2 separate regions of the Mus musculus genome follow, and region 1 is linked to region 2. A link is a contact called in public promoter capture Hi-C data. All regions are on one chromosome and are shown on one strand. The core of a region is the stretch at or near the end of the contact, and the rest is flanking DNA. Distances in the headings are between cores, read along the strand shown.

What was found. Capture Hi-C pulls out chosen DNA fragments and counts their contacts.
Region 1: a contact with region 2 is called in a promoter capture Hi-C map of adipose tissue. The contact joins the promoter of Mrpl13 here to the promoter of Enpp2 in region 2. A contact is called at or near these places in 2 of 115 datasets of contacts at active chromatin or transcription factors (T-cell acute lymphoblastic leukemia and bone marrow-derived macrophages) and 1 of 9 other capture datasets (adipose tissue).

The regions. Positions count from the first base shown.
Region 1 is chr15:55,554,645-55,559,740 of GRCm38.p6, forward strand. It overlaps Mrpl13 (mitochondrial ribosomal protein L13), which reads right to left and starts at 2,668. Exons shown (of 7, transcript NM_026759.3): 1 at 2,614-2,668; 2 at 676-799. The coding sequence starts at 2,640. Mtbp (Mdm2, transformed 3T3 cell double minute p53 binding protein) reads left to right here and starts at 2,764. Exons shown (of 22, transcript NM_134092.3): 1 at 2,764-3,093; 2 at 3,857-3,937. The coding sequence starts at 2,976.
Region 2 is chr15:54,917,074-54,922,051 of GRCm38.p6, forward strand. It overlaps Enpp2 (ectonucleotide pyrophosphatase/phosphodiesterase 2), which reads right to left and starts at 3,073. Exons shown (of 25, transcript NM_015744.4): 1 at 2,856-3,073; 2 at 2,526-2,625. The coding sequence starts at 2,888.

The DNA.
Region 1 (5,096 bases), core at 1,418-3,917, 640 kb after region 2:
GTCAAAAACAGAGACGGGCATATGGAAGTATTATCATACACATAGGTTTTAGAGATCTGAGGCAGAAATCAGCAACTTAATGAATGAGAAGAGGTCCAAAGACTGCACACTAGGATGTGTCCACATTTCAGTGTGAGGAAAATTTGGATATGACAGGAAAATGCCTCAGTAAAAGGTCATGTCGAAATGCCTACAAGCAAAACTCTTCTAGAATGAAAAGTTTATTTTATAAACAGCATACAGAAACAAATCTTCAATTCAAGAGTGAAAGGCAACTTATCACATCAAGCTGGCTCTACCTTCCCAGGGGAAAAATTTTAGAAAATAGGCAACATCTATTAAAACCTCTCCACTCAAAGGCATGTCGTCATGAGAAGAGACTAGTGGAAGAAGGGAAACTCAATTTACAGTGGAAATCAGGACAGCACTGGAGTGCAAGTAAGGTTACTGGTGGGTTTTTGTTTAGTAATAGTATCAAATGGGACTGTTTAAAACACACACACACCATCAAATTCAGTTTAGCACCTGATGAGGTCTTCCAGAAGGAATAGAATAGAGAATCTTTATATACACGCAGAAAGGAGCCCTTGAACACAGTCCCGTGAAACCTCATGAAGTTCCTATTCTGGAGTTGTAAAGCACGGCTGCCCATGACGGATCTAAGGCAGTACTTACTCAGCTGATGGTACACTGGTTTATTTAATCCTTGCAGTTTGTTGGATGCTATAACCGCAAGTTTGCCAGGGGGCTGCATTTTGCCATCTAAGAGATACCACATTCGAGCAAAAGTGGCCCATTGCTAGGAAATAAAGAGAATAAGAAAATTCTAGTTAAAATGGAAACAATTAAAACCATTACTATACACTATTATGGGTATTCTATAACTAATGCCAGCAATTACTTTGAAAAACAGACTATCACTAGTTTGTGTGGGTGTGTAATTTGTTTCCATTACCAGTTCTGAGGTCTTTTCTTGTTATGGCATTAAGATAGTAAGGCATGTTACACAGAAAGCTGAGTGGCCAACTGCCAACTGAAGATTATTCAAGAACTCAGTTCTAGGAGAGCTAAACACAACTATGCAATCAGAGCAGTATAGCTTAGATTCAGTATGTCTATGTGTGTGTGAGAACTGAGAAACCAGGCAAGCACTCTACCACTGAGACCCATCACTAACCCCTTTCATGCTTTTGAGACAAGAGTCTCACCAAGTTACTCAGCTTAGCCTCGAGTTCACCCTGTACCCGCCAAAGGCTTGAAATTACAACTATCCCCACTTCATTCTCTAGAATAGCTGGTATTACAGGCCTGTCTTCCAAGACATCTTTAGGTCATCTGATAAAATCACTGTCTTCAATGCCTCCAAACTAAGGAAATTATCTCTATTCCAGAAAGATCTTGTCCAGGTACTTTCATATGCATATACACAAGGATTATATGCTAGAAAAATACACTTATAAGCTTGTGGTTTCATATTAGTTATCCTAAATTTTAAACTAGCCTATGCATACGCAAAAGACAAGTTTACCACATTCCATGTGAACTAATACTTTAAAAAAGCTTGATAAATAATAGAAATACTGCCACATGTCAACTTGCTGTCAAAGTTTTAAATATTCACATCTGTTATTTACCTGATTATAGACAGGTAACAACTACATTTAAAGGAAATGTACTTCAAGTAGTGTTAGGCTAGGAGTTGTCTTGGATTAACATATCAGAAACTAATTCTTTCTCTTCTATCTAGAATCTGCTTCAGTTTCAGTATTCCCTATGAGTCAGCCTTCCGGTTGCCCAAACCAGAATTCTTAAAAGTTATTCTTGTTTCTCTTTACACCCACATTCAAATCTTTAATATATATTGTGGACTTCTTAGAACTCCAATGTTTCAGCCTGACTTGTAAAATGAGTATTTTGTGTGGTACACTAAAATAGAATTCTAACTGAATTCTCCCTTTAGCCCTTCAAAGATCTCCCATCTGTGAACAGTTTATCTTCCACCTGGCGGCTTGAGTGCTTGCTTGATCCTTCTGATGCCTAAGACTTCTAGGTCAAAACTCTACAACAGGTCTTCATTCTTTATAAACAGTCTTAAGCAGCGCAGGCTTGACTTCAAGCTCACTAAGTATCGGAGAAGGCTGGCCTTGAACTTCGGATCTTTCTCCCTCCACCTCCCAAGTGCTAGGATAACATGCGTGCACCATAATTCCAGGTTTATGCGGTGTTGGGGATGGAACCCAGGCATGCTACGCTACATCAGCTACAGCTCCACACCTTCCCTTCCCCCTCCCCTACTGTACTAAACAAAAATAAACATCTTTTAGTGGTTTTTACTGCCCCACGTCATTCAACCTATTATTTCACTTTAGCTCTCTTTCCGCAAGGAACAAAAGACACGAAAGGGGCAGACTGAGGAGAGAAAGGAGCCAAAACAAAGATATCAAGTGGTAGGCAGACTCACAACCCTCTGGTAAGTGACTCCTAAAGCATTTCTTGGGTACGGGTGTCAGCTTCCCTGAAAGCTCAGCTTCTGCACTAAATCCCTGTGAACACTGCTCTTCATTTTCGCCAGCGTACTGAGCACACTATCCTGCCCGAAACGCGCAAACTCACCTGGGGCGCCCTAGAGAAGCTGGACATGCTCTCCGACCCGCGGCGTCCTTTACTTTGCACCCGCCCCGCCGGGGAACCAGCACCACGGGTCCGGCGGGAAACACAGACACCCGAGCATGAAGGTTCCTACTGCCGTCGCGTGCGCTCATCTGCTTCCCCGCCACACTCGGGTCCCCGCCGGTAGCGGTTTCGTTATGAGAGGAGCAGAGAGTGTGGCTCCTGAGAGAATAATTTCCCACAATAATTGGCGGGAAAACCGACGTAGGACATTATTTTGCAGCCAACCTGAGCGGCAGGAAACCGGAAGTGCACGTTGCGCGCGGCTCTTTTGAGACCTAACACTGAGTCCGGGCGCGAAGAGGATGGATCGGTACTTGCTGCTGGTCACCTGGAGGGAAGGGAAGTTTCGATCCGTGGCGGGTGGGGAGATCGAGCCTGGCACTGAGGCGACATCCCTGGAGAGCACCGACAAACAGCCCGGTAAGCTCTGGGCGGAGAAGAGGCGGGAACGACCGGCGGCGGGGAAGCGAAGGATTTGAGTTTCTGATGAAATCCCGGAGGGAGGCGCATAGGTCGAATGGTCCCGGGAACGTGCAACTAACTCTCTGAAGTAGTTTCTATAAGAACTGAGCAGTAGTATGTCAATGGAAAAGATATAAAGTTGTGGGTATTAGATGCCAGTGTCCCAAGTGCTTGGTGAACTGAATATTTGCCTGGTTGAATCTTCTGGTGGCATAGTCATCGAATTTTTGCTTTTAGGGAAGGTATGCTTGCAGAAAGAAGTGTCCCTTGGCGTTCCTACCACCTTGAAGAAAGCACAGAAAGAAATGATAGGTTCTGCAGATCTGAGTTTTACATTCTATGAAGGAAACATTCCACACTAAAAAAAGAGAAATGACCAGCTTTAAAAGATTTTAGCTGCATTGCTTTTTTGGCGTACTTGACTAATCTCAATATTACGTTTTCCTTGTTTTGATTAAGCAGACATTTTTAGGAAGAAATGTATATAGTTCGTATATACTTCTTTTGGAAGGAAGTTTTGATTTCTTGTTACTGATTAGCATATACAAATGAGGAGACTTGGCTGTTTTCTCTGCGGTGTCAGCACTTGAATAGACTTGGTCAACATGTATTCTGTCTACAACTTACTGGCCTTCAGATCCTCTGATAGTGAAATGGAAACAGGCCCTAGATTATGTTAACTCTTGAGTTAGATGACTGAGTCAGGTCTTTATTTTTATAGATTTGACCGCAACCAATATTTATCACCTCTTGAAGAGAAGCATCAGCGATTCAATCCATCCAGATGACAGTACATTCCCTGGTAAGTACAGAAGTGTAATGGTAATGAAATTCCTCTCCTATCCACCACCACCCCCCACCCCCAAAGTCTGACACAGCATTTTTTTGGAAATCAGTCAGTTTGATAACCTAGGAGTACAAGAAAGACTTGTTGACTTGAGAGGCACAGGGCTATGGGGGTATCTTAAAGAAAACCTCAACTACATTACTATTCCTTCCTGATATTTGAATGTTGTAAGTTTTTATAAAAGTTATTCTGGGTTCCCATTGTGAGAGTTTTGCTTCCATATAACCCTTGCTCTCCTGGAACTCTTTATCTGTAGACCGGCCTGGCCTTGAACTCACAGAGATCTGCCTGCTTCTGTCTTCCCAAGTGCTGGGATTAAAGGCATGTGCCACCACTGCCCTGCTTGTGGAAGGGTTCTTGTCTTGAGTAAAGACAACCCGTTACAGCTCCCACTCTGCCTTCTTTACCACATGTGGGTGTTGTTTTCCTGTCTATTTTACTGATTCTCTTAAAGCAAAAACAGCTTTGAGTCATCTGCTTTGACTTTCTGAAGTTCTCACTACTTTTTTTTTTGGGGGGGGGGCAAGAAATCTTCCCTACTTTTAGTTCTATTGGTACTTTACAAATATATCTATTTGTAAATGTATTTGATAATTTTCTTCTCTTTTACTTCTCCATCTGATAATATCCTTTAAGGCCCAGAAAATATGAATATGGAGACAGATCAGATCCTACAAGCTGAAGGAAGTGTCTATAGTTGGCAGGAAAAAATAGCCTCCTTTTGAGAGCTGCAGCTCTCATGATTCTGTTATAATCGGCTCCCTTCCTTATTGGAGAACCTCTAGTCTCGGGGGCAGCTCTCACCACTAAGGATTGATTTCCAGTATGTAGGCACTGTACTAGCCTGTTGTCCACGTTCTAATGGTACTCTTATTAATTTCTGAAGTTGGTAAAGTTTAGCGAATTCTTTAAAACATTCTAGACTGGGTTCTCATGAAAGTATTCACTCTGCTTGGAAGGACAGGGTTTCTTATAAGACACCCCTTTTGTACAGTAATGCAGAACTCTGCAAGTGATGTGTACTGAAGGCATGCAAGACCATCCCAGTTCAATAATCAATTAGACAGTAGAATTGTTCCATGACCTGTAACATTCCTATCAAAGCTAATTAAAA
Region 2 (4,978 bases), core at 1,823-4,322:
ATCTCCAACTCAACTGCACTTATTGTTCCTTTAAAATGCTATTTCTGCCACCCTGCTGACCTTAGTGTCCCTTTTCCAAGCCTTATAACTCACTCTGGTCATTTCACACCTCCTACACATCCCAGGATCTGAAAGAGGTCTCATCCCCCTCCTGCTTCTAGTAGATCATCAGGTCCTAACAAGAAATCCAGCTAAAAAGTGTACTAGTTAATTAATTATAAGTTTTTTTCCATGGTCACAACCTTGGAGCAGACATCTCAGTTCAAAGTGTACCAATGAGAGTATTCATGCATGCAAATGTTCTCAGCTGTTGCCCAGGAACCCTGAGGACTAATCAAGAAGTTGTATGCTTTTGAATGGTGGTTCTTGCTCTGGCCACATATAAATGAACAGTCATTGCGTTTCTTGTTTGTGAAACACCTGATAGCACTGAATTTGCAGGATATCTTTAGAGCCCAAGCATGCTGTGATAAATAAATAAATAAATAAATAAATAAATAAATAAGATCCTAGGATGCTTTCTCTTTTGACTTTTATTTTTTAAAGTGTAGAAAAAGATTCACCCAATGTTCTCTGACTCAAGTTTTGCTAATAGAACCACCTATCACTAGTATTATTTAGGAGGTTCCCCCTTGCAAGTGTAGTTAGCAATTTAAAAAGATAGAAAACCTGTCTACACTCTGCCTTTCCCGATTTCTAAAAGGAATCTTTTGTCTTTTCTACTTAAGCAGAAATGAACCCCAGTGTGTAGACAGCAGGTAAGCTGCATCACAAGAAAGCTTAAGAAGAAAAGCCACATAAGTCTACCAAAATCCTGAAACTCGGATATAAACTGTGTGGTGCCCTAAAACTAAGCTTCACGGAGATGAAGTGAACTATCACTATACACCCTAAGGCTCCAGATACTGATTCCATTAACAAGTCAAGAAGCAGTACTCTGTAGTAGGTCTAACGCTATCTAATTGATCAGCAGTACTGTAGACTAGACTAGTTTCCAGAAGTAATATTGACATTACTTGTCTTGTATCTATTCCCTACAACATATGGAAGTAGTTTATTATATGAGCAGTGTTTTCAGGGACTAATACATTTAATCCATACTTTTCACATTTTCTGGTAGAGATCACACACATTTAATAGGAGATGAAACAGGATGGAGGAAATGTTTTTTTATTATTTTATTTTTAACAATCTAGAAGATAAAGTCTTCTAAACTGATGCTCATTGCTGAGGGCTGAGGCATTACAAGTGACTTGCCTGTGAAAGGAGCACTTATTAATATGGACTCAGGGTCCCAGGCTGGTACTTTGATGATCCATAGTCCAAAAAAAAAAATAATGGCCAAGTTTGAAAATAATGCAGTCATCAAAGAAACAGCATCGATTCCTGCCACTATCATTTAAAGAAAGCAGAAAATTGGTTCCTTTTCCGCACAGTGGAAAGACCCGGCCATGGGCTGTCAGAGCTGCATGCTCAGGCCAAGGACCTAGTCCCCTGTCACAATCAGCCTTAGCGAGGGTCAAAAAGAAGGCTTTGAAGACAGTGTTTGCCTCCAATAAAAACAGCCTTCTCTTCTGGCCCAGCAATCCCTCTCCTCTCTCCCCAAAGAAACACAATGCAGTTTTGTCCCTCAGGCTCCCCGGGGCCACAGTTTTTTAAGATCTGTTTTCACATTCTTTCTCCAAAACACACTGCAGCTCCTTCACCCTCATCACCTACTGTACCTTCAACCTTCTTCTCAAGCCTAAGTCAGATAACTTGCCATGTGGAAGATTCAGTATTCCACTATGCCTCATTTAATAATACACATTTATGGTGGTATAAAGGCAGGTGGTGTTTCATAGAGTGCCAATCAAGAAACACAGAGAAACACCAAATTCCCGGGGAGACAGAAGACATACTGTGATGTCAGAGAAAGGGAAGAAAATATTGCCCCCTAGAGTACCTGTCATTTCGAATGCAATTTTTAATTCTGAAACCATCAGCAGCTCCAATTTCCAGGAAATTAACCAAGCCATTGCTTAAGACCAGGTCAGCTAGGCCCCCTCAGCCTGCACAAACGTTCCTTTATGAAGCCCCACTCCGCTGGGTACAGCCCACTGCAAAGGAGCCCCATTCACTCCAGCTGTGTTAGTTAAGTCAGCTCCGAAAACTCACCTTGCCTTCTTCCAGAAGGAAACACAGCGATCACAGATCTCCTCTCTAAACTCACCTTGAGGGTTCCCCTAGTCTCAGTAAATCTTAGTCCCAAAGTTATAAATAAATTTCTAGTTTCACTTTTAAAAAAAAAAGTTTATTGCCTTTTTTAACTTCCTTTTTTCTCATTCCTAGGATAGAACTTTCTGATAGCAAATAATGTACTTTACACAACACAGCCGTCTCAACCCTCTGTACCACCACGTGGAACCTGTCAGCCCCATCCTTCTCCAACATTAAAGCGATAACCTATTCTCACCTTGGGCTAAATGTATCGCCCTGCACAGTACTGTTAAAGAAACAAAACTGCTAATAACGGATACTCTTACCTGTGGGAGGTCCTTCATCCCATTCGGCCCTCTTAATTCGACTTGCTGTGAATCCTAAGCAGAGATTGACGCCGATGGCAAAAGTGAACAAGGATATTACCTAAGGGGATAAGGAGATCAAGTTGTCAAACACAACTAGATTAGATGCATTCAAAGTGCATGGAAGCAGTTCAGATGACCCTAACAACCCGAATCCTGCCAATTCGGAAAGGCATTCTCAGATGATGTCTGAATTTGAACAAGGAAAAAGAAAAAAGAAAAAAAATCGAATTCAAATGGTAGTGATCGGAGAGATTCGGCACCTCGCTAGTCACCGTACCATCCTCCTACCTGGTATGACCCGAAACAGCCTTGTCTTGCCATGCCGAGGGATTCTTGGAAAACCTCTGCAGGGTGTTCTCTGCTTGCCCTGAATGCTCTGCTTTCGGGGCTCTGCGTTCAGGCTGTTAACTCCAAGCAATCCCACCTGGGAAGTTGACAGGCGCATCTGATTCGTGCAGAGCTCGATTTCATCACAGTTGGTTCACAAATTGCAACTCTGAGCAGAAGAGGCTTAAGGCAACATCCTTCTTGGCCCCACCCCCCGACCGGCCCCTCCCCTTGAACAGACACTTTCATGTGGTATCCTTTGGCAACCGGAGGACTTCTTGTGTAGCTGTGGCCAATAACAGTGCATGTTCGATTTTTTTTTTCTTCCCTCTCAAATACATGGTTTGTCAAAAGAGAAACCAAATGTACTTTATCCGATAAAAATGAATCAGAGCTGCCCAGAATTTCCCATCAGCTCGAAGCGTTTACTATGTAGTTATTTGATGCCCTCAACCCCCCAACTTCAGGGTTTTTTTTTTAAACAAGGGGGGGGGGTACAATTTATAAACCAAACAAATCTCTGTCTTTACCATTTGTTTATTTTTCTGGCAGTTGGAATGACCCTGTATCTATATAAATACATTGTCAGCTACTTCTGATTCCTTGGGAGCTTCACACAATGGGAGCTTCCAAAATTGCAACTCACACGAGAGATAACATTATTTTCCCTTCATGTTGTTAAATTTTACACTAGTAACTTTTATCAAAATACTGGGGCTGCCAGCTTAAGCTGCATAAAGCCCTTCTGAGTATGAGAAACAGACAATATCATTCCAGTCTCTACCCATTCCTGACAAAAGTCAGCTTGTCTGTGGAGTGGGGGTGGGGTAGGACGCAGGCATAAAGGACAGTAGGGGAGGGAGCTTCATTAGCCTTGAATTTAGCTTGAAAGTGGCAATGGCTGCAAGAATTCCTGTCAAATGCGCATCTCCTTTGAAGAGACTGTCCCGGGAGGCTCTTGTGTGTGTTGAAGCTTCTATCCTAAGCAATTTTGCAACTTGGCAACCACACCAAATTTAGAAGCCTCTAAATCGGAAAGTCGTTTCCATATTATATGCCTTTAGGATTCAAATGAGGGGAGGCTTGTTTTTGGCTTTCCCCTACCGGGCCCCTTGACGATCATTCTTGCAGAGCACATATGTGCATACGTAAACAAACAGGAACCTTCCAGGCAGCAACTGCTTAAAGGAAGCCCCCGTGGCTCTGCTCGCATAAAACCCGATAGCACAAAAGCCAAGAGCTTGTTTACGTGGATCGCAGAGTAAGCCTGGGTTTCATTAGAAACTCTAGAATTTAGTAAACAGCTCATTGAAAAGAAGAAGAGACACTGCCAGACACTCAGTGGCTCTTCTAGGATCCTCTTAGCTTTGGACTCTCGCAGAGCGGGCAGGCTATGAATTTATCTACAAGCCTCTTGCTTTAGTCTGTATGCCAAGCTAAACTGATCTGGAGTTCATTATTTAGCAAGGCTTCTAAAAGATGTTAACCCCATGTAAGGTTTTTCTACTATATATTCCATCTCGAGATGCAAATCTGCTGTTCTCAGGGAAATCTGTAAACCAAAAGGAAATCATTGGGTCTGCACTGTTATTTCAGTGTACCCTGCATGCTACAGAGGATCTGAAAACAAATGGCCTCCTTTTCTCTCCAGCCTCCCCAGCCTGTAGGTCCCAGAAACTTGAGACTTTCTCTGACATAGAAACCCATCTCTAAGAAAACCTAGGCTCTCCTTGGAAGGAAAAAAAAATACAGCTCAGAAACTGAAGATCATTTTGTATTTTGTTGTTTTATTTTTATGGAAAGCAAACTAGCTGTGCAGGAGAGAGGGGGCCACAAAGCGTGAGAGCAAGTTGGTCACGTATATCATGATCTGTACAGCACTGGATTACCCATTGATCGAAAAGGATCAAGATGAGCCACTGTTTCTGTGAGCCATTCTGCCAAAGAATTGTATTTTCACCCAGATCACTGTGCATCAGGGACTGGACAAAGCATGCACACATGAGCATGCACACACCTACATACACGTGCATATATACAAATATACACATGCACACACATACACATGTACATACACATACATG